2 separate regions of the Mus musculus genome follow, and region 1 is linked to region 2. Evidence: chromatin contacts called from public HiChIP or PLAC-seq data. All regions are on one chromosome and are shown on one strand. Each heading gives the region's core, a stretch centred on a gene start, on an enhancer-like site or on the middle of the called end of the contact. The rest is flanking DNA. Distances are from core to core; before and after follow the strand shown.

Region 1 (6,020 bases), core at 2,076-4,575, 220 kb after region 2:
GGCTTCACATCACAGCTGCAAGGAGTGCAGTTTTATGGTTTGCAGAGCCACAGTGCCCTGCGTTGCCATAGAATTGCCACTCTTCCCGGCCTCTGTCAGCCTGTGTCTGTATTCCAGCTCAGATGGGCTGAACAAGAACAATTCATTCTTCTGTATGTTTAAAAACTGATGTGATTTGCAAGGAAATGGTGTGTGTGGGGGGGTGGAACCAAAGTTCAGGCAGCAAACATTTAGTTGAACTCACTTTTTACATCCCAAGGATGCTGACAGAAGTCAGTGGTCAGCTAGGTGTGCTGTCTGTCCCACTAGGTGGGAGGATCACCTGAGCCTGGAAGTTGAGGCCAGCTTGGGCAGGAGCAGATTCTAAAAAAACAACAGCAACAACATATCAATGTTTTAAAGAGTATGTGTTGTCCTACATCACTTGGGCAGGCATCCAGAGACCTGTCCTGAGCCATAGAAGCCAGTCTCTGCGCAGCACCTCAGCAGGCTGGGTATCAGCCCTGACCCTGGAGGCTGGGCTTATTAATGTTTGAGAACCACTAGGCCTCTGGAATGAACAGAACTGAACCTCGCCTAGAGCCCCGAAGACTGCCTCACTTTCAGGGAGGTCAACCAGGAGCTGTTTGTTTAATCTGCCTGGGGCAGATTAATCACACTGGGAATTGAACGACAGCTCAGGTCTTCAGGTAATTGGACAGTGCCTGCTGCTGGGGTTGCGACTCTCACTTTCTAAGCCTGGTTGGGGGGGGGGGGAGGTGGAAAGGCCGGAAAGGACCCAGGCTTTGATTTAAATTTCCTCTTCCGGATGGAGATGGAGGCCACCCCATTGTTTTCGGCAATAGCCAAGCCAGCATTCTGGGCTCCTCCCATCTTCTTTGGACCCTGAAACTTGAGAGGGTCTGCATGCCTGAATCAGAATGGTGGTCCCTCTGCCTCTTCCGCTGACCCCTGGATTCTGGAGAAAGGTTGGGGGAGGGGTAGAATACTGTGTTCCTCTTGGCACACTCTCCCTACTGGGGGTGATTAGCACCTCTCTGCAGACTGAGGTTTCTCCAGGGTGATAACATCCACTTGAGCAAACTTATCCTCAGGTACTTTCTGCTCTTGTGTTAGCCCCTCTAGCTTCCTTAATCCCATCGGTATTGGACAGATGGTTTCTCTAGACCTATTAGACTGGTTAGAGAAGCTAGGTGGTCACGTAGAATCCTGTCATCACTGTCTGGTAAGTGAGCCCTGGGTCTGTGCCGCATAGCCTTCCCCACCCCCAAGGTCTCCTCAGTGTCTCTTGCCCAGGTCCCCAGATATAGGCATCAGAGGAACAACAGTGTAGGCATAGGCAAAAGGGAGGCTGGCTGGGGGACTGGCTCCAGAGCTGCAGGGAAATGGGCAGAAGATGGATGGCCATGGTGGCATGAGGAAGATGTAGCAGGAACCCACAGGCAGCCTGGTGGATTGGAGCTTCCAAGTATGGGAGAGAACCCAGGAGCTCGGTAGGGCTGGAGAGTGCTTGGGCTAGTCACACAGGGTGGGTGGAGTCAAGGAGTCAGCAAGAAGGAAGGACTGGCTTTTAGGCTTTTAGTGGATCCTCTAACTTCTTCATTAGATGCTGCTAATGGGAATTCTCCCAAGGTCAGCAGGCTCAGGCCACTGCCCGTCTCTAAGGATAAATGAATATGGCTTACCTCATGCTTCTCACACCATCTGCTTGCTACCAGGAAAATAATGCCATTGCAGGTGAGCTGCAGAGCTGCCCACCCTGCCCTAAAAGCTTGGAGGTTACATCTATCCCTACTTTGCATCCCTGGAATTCTCCTACCTTTGCTGGTCCTGGCAGCCTCTGATTTCCCTCTGCACGTGGAGGAGGCATCACTAGCACATCATTTACCGTCTAATTGCTGTCTTGAGTGAGGGCTGTGGTTTATGTGTGGTGGGTCCTGGGCACACAGTTAGGTGTGAGTAACAGGAACATGGCAGCTCATCTCTTCCACCTTCTTCCCCACCCCTCCCCCATGTTCCTCCCCCAGCCTGGCTACCGCAGGTACTCCTGACTCAACTATCTTGGTTGTACATGTGTTTCAGGGAGTCTCACAATTGGGTCCAGAAAATGGATCTGGTTAGTGGGGGTTGGGTGTGTGACTTTGGGCCAAATGCTACTTTTAGGAGCTGGGATCAAGGTTCTATTGCATCCGGCTGGCACCCCACAGTTGTCATGGTGACCCTTTCACTTTATCTTTGAAGGTGGATTTCTCTTTTAGTTTGAATCATCTGTGCCACCTTTCTTCACTCGCTGGGAAGCAGGCTTCCCAGCCACCAAACCCCACCCCCTTCCCCTCCATCCCCCACAGGGAACAGCTTGTCCATTGCTTTGATTTGGGGGTGGGGGGGAGGAAGCTCTGGTCAGCATTGAGATGTGGGAGTGCCTCTCTTTTCTAGACCACTTTCTCAGCAGTTGGTGACTCTGACCCTCCTGGTGGGCTCAGTCCTCTCAAGGACTCTGTTACTCACTTGTAACCAGCACACAGCCTGAGCTTTCTGAAGTCCCCAAACTTGGCTGATGTTAGAATTACCTACGCTAGTTTAAAAAGAGCCGCGGTCTCCAGCCACGCCTACTGATCCGCGTCGGCAGGGCCTGCTCATCAGGATTTTTAAATCTTCCTCTGGTAATTTCTTGTTGTTGTTGTTGTTTTGTTTTTTGAGACAGGGTTTCTCTTTGTAGCCCTGGCTGTCCTGGAACTCACTGTGTAGACCAGGCTAGCCTCTGCCTCCCAAGTGCTGGGATTAAAGGCGTACGCCACCATGCCCAGCCTTCCCTCTGGTAATCTTGATGGGTTTAAACCCCAGTGAGTGTGGACCTCTTCTGACAAGGACACCTGTGAGAGGCTAAGGGAGAGGAAAAGATGGACTGCCCAATGTGGCCTTCCTTACTGACCTTCCTGGGCTCCCAGGAGCCTCTGGAGCCCCCAGCTGCTTAGCAGGTGTTTCCTGGTCCCATTGGTTAAGCCAAGTCTTGACCCCTACCTCATCCCTTAGGAGAAGCCTGGAGGGAGAGAATGAAAGAAAAGGGGAGATGTTGCCATAACAACTAGCTCTAGGCAGAGGCCTCCCTTCCAGGGGCTGGTACTTTACCCCAGACCTGGTGGTTGCCATGGAGATGAGGTACTGAGGGACAGGGGAATATTTACCCCACTTGAACAGTAGTCAGAAGCTGCCAGAAGGCAGAGCATCTCTAGGTGGGAGTCCCCCAGCCCAGCCTTTGCTCTCCTGGTGAATGTCTGACACTTTCTCTTGCTTGGTTGCTCTCTCTCTGACTGTTTCCTTAGCAACAAGTCCTGCTAACTCCAGGCTGTTGGCTCTGAGGCTATTTTTAGCTTCACTGCCAGCAGCTCAGTCCTGGTCATTTGCTTGCAGCCTCCATATGGGTTGCACAGGAATAGGAAAACGAACATTTCCTGGCAGCTTTGGAGAGCCCTAAACCAGGACCTCCTGGCAATCATTAGAATGTCTGCTATGGGCAGGATCTGTCTGCAGATGAATGCAGGGATGCATGTAGACAGGAAGCTCCTGAGGCAGTGTTGCATTCAGCTGCAGTATTCCTCCACCATTGCAGCAAGGTGCCCTGTCCACAGTTTCCACAGGAAGACAGGAAGGAAGATTCTGTGCCTGCCCTCTAGGGAGGTGTAATCTCATGGAGATGAGTCCAGCCCTCTTCCTAAGAGGCAAAACCAGCTGTCTGTGAGATTATACAGTGGAGTGGCAGGGAGCAGGAAAGGAGTAGGAGATAAGGAACAGTGGGGAGAGATGGGGGAGGGGTCTGAGACGCCGTATCCAGAACTTTCTGCGATAATGGGGTTGCTCTGTATTCTGTGCATGCACCCACAATGGTGGTTCTTCAACACATATAACATGGCTGATACAACTGAGGAACTACAGCCTAATACTTACTTAATTTTAATTAACTTAACTTATATACACTAGCTGCTACTTCCATGGACAGCCCAGGGTTAGAGGAACTTTGTTGGTGGAGAAAGCTGGTAAGCTAACATAAGTTAGCCAGGGTTTCAGCTGGTGGAACCTGAAAGAGAAGGGCCCTGTGGGAGGGAACAGCAGGTGGGTTCAGAGTGTGGAGCTATGAGTACATATCAGGGAGACCTCTACTTTGTAGGGGCCTTGAATGTCATATGGAATGTTGGCTGCTTCACACTGAGGCTTCTGTGGACTGAGGGGCAAGTTCAGAGCAGATATCCATTCACACTGACCTCATAGCCTTTGCTATGTCTCTGGGTCTGGTGTCTGCAATGAGTGCAGATAGGCAGAAGGAAGAAAAGATGTAGCGATTTCCCATGTGTGGCTGTACAGGAACCATAGGTGGTGCCTGTCCTGTGAGTGACGGCAGCAGTGGCATCAATCCCTCCTTCACATGCTACGGATGCTGAACTCAGAACCAAGGTTTGTCAAGCTGGTTGAGTGACCATCACCCCTGGCCTCCAGGCAGTGCTGCTCTCTGTTTAGCGATCTGGCCTGGAGGCTCGCCTTACCTCTGTGCAGCTGGAAACCCACGTTTTCACAGCTTTTGTATGGTGCTTTAATGTCCCAGGAAAGAAAGCAAGGACCAGGAGAAAGGAAGCTTCCTGGCTTGTCACAGGACACACACGCTTGCCCCTTGGAGCGTAAGGCTTGTCAACACGACACTTCCTGGCAGTTTACTGGTATGAGTATCACTGGAAAATGTAATAAGATGGAGTTTGTCTGAAGAATACCTGAAGGCCAGGTGTAGCAGTACACACCTGTAGGAAGATGAGTTCAAGGCTAGCCTTGGCTATGTAATGAGTTAGAAGCCAGCATGGCTTGCACCCTGCAAGTGCAGCCAAGCTAGAGAGCACTAACTTCTTTCTGTGAGGTCTGAGGTGTTGACTGAGCCTGTGGAGACTGCGGTGAACAAGCCTGTTATAGTCCTAGTCTCTGAAAGGTCAGGGGGCAGCAAGATGAGCCAGTTCAGAACTCCCTTCCATTCTAGGAAGTGAGAGGGTCCTAGGGATCGAACCAGGGTTTGAGAAAGTGGTCTACGGTGGAGCTACAGCACAGCTCCAAGCTCACGGCTTCTCCTCCCAGCTTGGGTAGCCTGACTAAGTGGCTTAGACACTACCACTGTGATAGAGTCGAAAGGCGGGGGGCAGTAGAGTTTCCTGGGGGGCGGGGAGCAGGTCCTTTTCTCTTTTAGGGGACGTTTGTACTCCTAAGGTTTTCTTATTGCTATTTTTGAGCCAGCATCTCACCCTGTAGCCCAGCCTGGCCTCAAACTTGAAATGACCTACTAGAAGTGATCTCCCAATCTCTCTGCTTCCTGTGGGAGCCATGGGGGCTGGGATTACAAAGTGCACTATCAGACCTGGCCCTGAACCCATACAGTTTACATAAAGAACGCCTTTTCAGTTGCCCACCTGCTCTGATGGTCTCAGGGTGAGTTGGAGAGATCCCCTTCCTGGTTCATCCCTTCACCTCGTTATACCCGCACCTGTTCTAGCTGGTGTGTGCCAGCTCACTGGCTGGGAGCCAGGCACCTGGGGTGTTACCTCAGTGCCTTTAGGATATTGGTTTTCCTAGCTCTAGAGGGCTGATGTCATCACCCCTATTTTGCAGATGAGAAAACAGACATCTTGGGGTTAAGTGGTCTGTGTCAAGGTCACCGCAATGGGATCAGGTCTTCCCCAAGCGTTCCAGCCAGATAGCAGCGGCTCCCTGCTGGGGCATTCTCCTTCAGTTCTTTGTTCTAATTCATCTTGCAAACTTAATCCTGGCTAATCTTTGTAAAATACTCATTCACCTTGTTTTTCCAGAACATCTGCCTTGTTACAGAATATCTCCATTCAGTGCTTGACCCCAGTCCCACTACTCAGCCATTTAGCTTTAGTCAAAATTGAGAGGGTGGGTGGAAGAGTTCTTTCTTCCTTCTACCTGCTTGCCACCTCCAAATCGTGGTTATCTTCTGATCTCTACTGTCCTATCTCTCACCCACACCC
Region 2 (5,809 bases), core at 787-3,286:
AGAGCTTTGGAAACACAGCATACCACACACAGGACATTCCAAACAAGCAGGGCTTTCCTTATAGTTGATGGAACCAGAGAGATGTTCGTGGTTTTGTGCTAAATTTTCTTTATCTTTTTGTTTTGTTTTATTGTTTTTTTGTTTTGTTTTGTTTTGAGACAAGGTTTCTTTATGTAGCCTTGGCTGTCCTGGAACTTGCTTTGTAGATCAGGCTGGCCCTGAACTCAGAGATTCACTTACCTCTGCCTCCTGAGTGTTGGGATCAAAGGTGTGCATCACCACTGCTTGGCTGAATTTTACTTATAAAGAGTCCTTTACAGCACTGCAGAGGCAGAGACAGAGGCAGAGGCAAGCCTAGTCTACATAGTGAGCCACAGGCCAGCCAAGACTGTGGGTTAGATGTAGTTAGGGTATAGAAACACACAACCAACTTCTCATCCCCTGCCTCCCTGTCTGCCACTCAGATCTCTGCCTTCCCCAGTTTTCACTTTACCAAGGTCAGTCTGACTGACTCCCACCTTGGTATTCCAGACGGTGAGGGTGTTGGGGAAGAATGGGAGAATTTATGAAAATATTCTTGGACCACAGATGTGGTTCTTAGTAGAATATCTTTAGTTACATAACTAGGGGAAGTGACCTGAAAATTTCATCTTTCTAGCCAGCAGATGGCAGACTGCACCTTTGAACAGTCTTATCCCCTTTAAAAAAAATCTATAAATAAGGAAGTAGTTTTTGTTTAACAAGATGTTAAACAAATATTACTGTTTTAAAAATATTAGTGATAATCTCATATAATTTTTGAAGCATTGATACAAAAATTTTTAATATAAGGAGTCATATTTATCAGAAACAATTTTCCTTCCTTCCTTCCTTCCTTCCTTCCTTCCTTCCTTCCTTCCTTCCTTCCTTCCTCCTTTGAGATAGGGCTTCTCTGTGTAGCCCTGGCTGTTCTGGAATGCACAGAAATCTGCCTGAGTACTGGGATTAAAGCCATGAATTACTGCTAGCATCTATCTCCTTGTACCTTTTATTTTTATTTATTTTTTATTTTTTATTTTTTTGGTTTTTTCGAGACAGGGTTTCTCTGTGTAGTCCTGGCTGTCCTGGAACTCGCTCTGTAGACCAGGCTGGCCTCGAACTCAGAAATCCGCCTGCCTCTGCCTCCCAAATGCTGGGATTAAAGGCGTGCGCCACCACGCCCGGCTTCCTTGTACCTTTTAAATTCTAAAAGATAATCTGATAGTCTCTTCAGGGTGGAAAAAGTATGCTTATTGGTCATACTTTTCCCAGTTTCAAATGGATCTATGTTATATTTAATTACTACTTTGCAAATAGCACAAAATCAAATAGGAAATTATTTATCTACCTACCTTCCTTCCTACCTACCTACTTACCATTGAGACAGGGTCTCACTATGTAGCTCTGGCTGTCCTGGAACTCACTATGTAGACCAGGGTATCCTCAAATTCACAGTGATTCCCCTAGCTCTACTAGAATTAAAAGCATGTGCCACCATGCTCAGCCTGGATATGGAGATGTGTCTGAATAAATTGTAGATGTATATGAGTGCTGTACTTACATATATGCATGTGTGCTATTTGCATGCCAAGTGCCCATGGTGTTCAGAAGAGGGGGTCAGATACCATAAAACATCAGTTATGGATGGTTGTGAGCCTAGGTCCTCTGCAAGAGCAACAAGTGCTCTTAGCCTCTCCCATCTCTGGATACAAGTTTTTAATGCATAAAATAGCACTCCCACAAATAGGAAATGGGGCACAGACTTGAAGTGTAAAACAAAATCTACAAAGTCTGCTTTTTTTTCTTTGTCTTTTTCTTTTTCTTTTTTTTTTTTTTTGTGCCCAGGTACCCTCAGAAGCTACTGAGTCAGTGCCTGCCTTGGCTGCTGCCCTGTGTCTATTGTTGGTGCAGTAAAGCTGCCAGCTGTGTCCATGGCACCAGCTTGGTGCTGCTGTGCTCTCAGCCCACTCCAGCTGGGCAGCTCCTGAGTCAGCAGGCTGCTTCTCTTCCTCTGTGTGAGTTGAGTCTTGGCCCCCTGGAAGAGCCCCACCTCTCTTAGCTCCTGCTGGTTTGCTGACTATTGTCTCCACCCTTTGTGTATTCAGGAGACAAGTGAATCATTGTTGAGGTGTAGTCTGGACTCTGTTGAGAGTGTAGGAAAGGGTTGCTATTTTGCAGAGGCCACAGGCAACACCCAGGAGCACAGCCTGTAAACTAGAGCATTCTGTTGCTGCGTGAAAAGGCACTGCAGATTTCATCACAAGTCCAGGTAGAGTGTGGCTGGATTCTCACCTCCAGACCCCTCGAACCTGGCATAAGGTGTCAGCCATGGCTCAAGTACCATTAAGATTTCAGGCTTTTGGGGAATCTTGCCCATTAACTGGTTGTTGGCAAAATACATTTTGTTTTTTTTTCAGCTGTGATTCCTGTTTTCCTTTTTTTTTAATTTACATGATTATTCTTTTAAGACTTATTTATTTTATGTATATCAGTACACTGTAGCTGTCTTCAGACAAACCGGAAGAGGGCATCAGATCCCATTACAGATGGTTATGAGTCACCATGTGGTTGCTGGGAATTGAACTCAGGACCTCTGGAAGAGCAGTCCGTGCTCTTAACTGCTGAGCCATCTCTCCAGCCTGATCCCTGCTTTTCTATTCCTGGCCATCTGCGGTCTTTTGCCACGATGAAGCTTACATAAGCCATTTACAACATGGGCATCGCCTGCCTCCAAGGCCAGCTGGAGTGCATCCCGTGATTGCCTTTCCTACCGTTGGGGTGGACTCCCTCTTTCCATATAATGTTATGTAATCTAAAGAAAGGCTATGTTAGCATATTCATGTTCTCCCATGGTCAAGGACGGTGGGAATATGACAATGAGTTATTGAGGGTTAGTTTCTCATATTAGTCATTCTGGTTATTTTATTTCTTGCTTTTCAGTTTAGTACTTCTAGAACATTACACCTGGCATCTCTTAATTTAAAAAAAAAAAAGTCTTAGAAACATGAAGATGCTGCCATGAGGCACACACTCCAGTTTGCTGCCCTCCTCCAACTGCTCTTATTCCCGACTTTCTTCTGCTCATGCCCCTTCGCTCCAGGGCATGGGTTCCACATCCATTGTTATCTCTCTGGTAATTTTACTGTCTGTGGAGTTAAGCCTGTTAAATCCTGGCCATACAGTCTCTTGACTTCTCCAGTTCTGATGATCTCCTCCACTGAGCCTCAAACATCTGGCCCACAATCATGCCGGATGTCTCGCCCCATCTAGCTGCCCTCCTTCCCGAGCCACTGAGAGCAGTTCTCTTTTGACAACCTCTTATTGTTCCCGATTTGTTCCTCCTATTTCACTAAGGTCGTTCTTTTTTTCTTTTTCTTTTTCTTTTTGTTTTTTTTTTTTGTTTGTTTGTTTGTTTTTTCAAGACAGGGTTTCTCTGTATAGACCTGGCTGTCCTGGAACTCACTCTGTAGACCAGGCTGGCCTTGAACTCAGAAATCCGCCTGCCTCTGCCTCCCAAGTGCTGGGATTAAAGGCGTGGGCCCCGACGCCCGGCAAGGTCGTTCTTTAATATCCCTCCATTTCAGACTCATTAGCCAGTCTGCCTGGTGTTTGTCGGTACTTTCACTTCTTTCCTTATTCATTTCAGACATGACCATTATTCATGTGTTGTTAACTCCTTTGTGGATATGTGTACATTGATGTATCTTCCTGTGGATACTTGCTTATGCGAGTATCGTTCCTCAGGTGCTGTCCTCCTTGTTTTATGAGGTGGTGTCACAATCCAGAAAGTTCCTGAAGAGGCTGGACTGGCTGGCAGCAAGCTCTAAGGACCCAGCAATGGTCTCTGCCTTCCTTATCCTGGGATTGCATGTGTATACCATGGTGCTTGATCCTCTTTCTGGCTCTGGACATTACGCTCAGGCCCTTACGTTTACACGGCAGACATTGACTGATCCTTCTCCCTAGTCCCAGTATGTGACTCTTTAAAAACTCCATCTCTTCTGCCCGTCAGTGTCCTGGATAATTAGGTACTTTCTCTAAGCAAGCCATGTAATAGGGCAGATTAGCGTTGCAGGACATTCATCATTACTCCAAATGGCTCTTGGTGCTGGAATGCCATTAAATTTCTTGGACCGTCTTGCCTTTTCCTTTCTGGGAAGCCATCAGCTGAAGAAGGCCCGATCTTTGAAGCAGCCTCCTCCTCCTCCTTTCAGCAGATCCTTTCTTCCTGCAGAGAGAGAAGCCTTGAGACAGGTCTCCCTTTGCTCTCCACTGTTAACTACATGTTATATCCAGCAGACTCTCGCTAGGCACCTGTTACTTAGTTAACAGAGTTGTGGGTGATGGGCTTTTCCTGGGGTGAACTGAATCTCTGCCTTCAGGAGCTCACATTGAAAGGAGAATGGGCCGGACAGTGGTGGCGCACGCCTTTGATCCCAGCATTTGGGAAACAGAGGCAGGCAGATTTCTGAGCTCAAGGCCAGCCTGGTCTACAGAGTGAGTTTCAGGACAGCCAGGACTACACAGAGAAACCCTGGGGGGGGGGGGGGGAGAAGGGAGGGGAGGGGAGGAGAGGAGAGGGAGAATGAAAATATGAATGGATGAAGACAAACAGCAAGAAAGGGCCATTAGCAAGCTACTGACATTGATCAAGGCCCCCGCCCAGGCTAGGTACCAGCCCCGACTCTAGCAATGCTAGGCAAATGCTCTAGCCTGAGCTAAATCCTCACCCAGAAAAGAGAGTCATACAGGCATAACAAGGCAAGGGATTGTGTTAGGAATCAAAATCTTTCTCACAAAGATTGTGAGATACTTGGAAACTTGAGGCAGAAGGATCAGAACTTTAAGGTCAGCCTCAGGTATGTTCTAGGCCAGCCCTGGGTTGCATGAGGTGACAAACAGAGAAAAATGACAACACAGAGACACAGACATAGCAAGACCCACAACCAGGCCTCAGTGATTTTATTGGTGGGTTCTATTAGATATTTAGAGAATTGGGTTTTTTTTGTTGTTGTTGTTTTTTGTTTTTTTCCGAGACAGGGTTTCTCTGTATAGCCCTGACTGTCCTAAAACTCACTTTGTAGACCAGGCTGGCCTTGAACTCAGAAATCTGCCTGCCGCTGCCTCCTGAGCCCTGGGATTAAAGGTGTGTGCTACCACGCCCGGCCATTTATAGAATTGTTACCAATGATTTATAAAGTTTCTTAAACAGATGAGACTAGAGCACTTCCAAACTCTTTTTATCAGAGTTTTAAAGTAAGTATTAAAAGAAAAAAATAGACTAATATATTGCTTATTAACAGATGCAAAATACCTTAGCAGGTATTTAATATTAGCAGATTGAACATAAAATCCAGCATAACCAAGTGAGAATTGGCACAGGATTGCAAAGTTGGTTCAATATGAAAAATTCAATAAAACCTATATTAATATAAAAAACAGGTAGTGGAATTAAGTACAAAACAACACTATTAAGAAATATGAAGGTGGGCATGGTGGCGCACACCTTTAATCCCAGCACTTGGGAGGCAGAGGCAGAGGCAGAGGCAGAGGCAGAGGCAGGTGGATCTCTGAGTTCGAGGCCAGCCTGGTCTACAGAGTGAGTTCCAGGACAGCCAGGGCTACACAGAGAAATCCTGTCTTGAAAAAACAAAAAAAAAACAAAACAAAACAAAATAAAAGAAATATGAAAAGGGAAAAATTGGCAAAACTTAGTTCCTTTTAGTGATTAAAAGAAAAACGTTCTGAACTGGAGCTATAACTCAGGTGGCATAGTGTTTACCCAGCATGC

Evidence for each region. HiChIP or PLAC-seq counts read pairs in DNA pulled down with a chosen protein or histone mark.
Region 1: an H3K4me3 HiChIP or PLAC-seq map of bone marrow-derived macrophages shows a contact between it and region 2, with 7 times the contacts expected there. The contact joins two enhancer-like sites. A contact is called at or near these places in 3 of 39 promoter capture datasets (the C10 cell line, cranial neural crest and hippocampal neurons), 9 of 484 Hi-C or Micro-C datasets (the HL-1 cell line, the HPC-7 cell line, bone marrow-derived macrophages and 5 more), 16 of 115 datasets of contacts at active chromatin or transcription factors (DN3 thymocytes, the HL-1 cell line, the HPC-7 cell line and 9 more) and 3 of 9 other capture datasets (adipose tissue, liver and pancreatic islet).

Annotation. Positions count from the first base shown.
Region 1 is chr12:3,884,431-3,890,450 of GRCm38.p6, forward strand. The region is part of intron 6 of Dnmt3a (DNA methyltransferase 3A); the gene reads left to right. It overlaps Gm31623 (a long non-coding RNA gene), which reads right to left. Exons shown (of 3, transcript XR_003950161.1): 2 at 245-4,721. Among named protein-coding and RNA genes, the nearest start is that of Gm31623, 7.2 kb to the right of the region's middle. Within about 2 kb of position 3,326, at least 118 of the 459 cell types and tissues checked have an H3K27ac peak or open chromatin away from gene starts, as enhancers often do. A contact at or near this core is called in bone marrow-derived macrophages, cortical neurons, hippocampal neurons and 1 more, where this site is marked.
Region 2 is chr12:3,660,810-3,666,618 of GRCm38.p6, forward strand. The region is part of intron 8 of Dtnb (dystrobrevin, beta); the gene reads left to right. Among named protein-coding and RNA genes, the nearest start is that of Dtnb, 91 kb to the left of the region's middle. Within about 2 kb of position 2,037, at least 95 of the 459 cell types and tissues checked have an H3K27ac peak or open chromatin away from gene starts, as enhancers often do. A contact at or near this core is called in bone marrow-derived macrophages, cortical neurons, hippocampal neurons and 1 more, where this site is marked.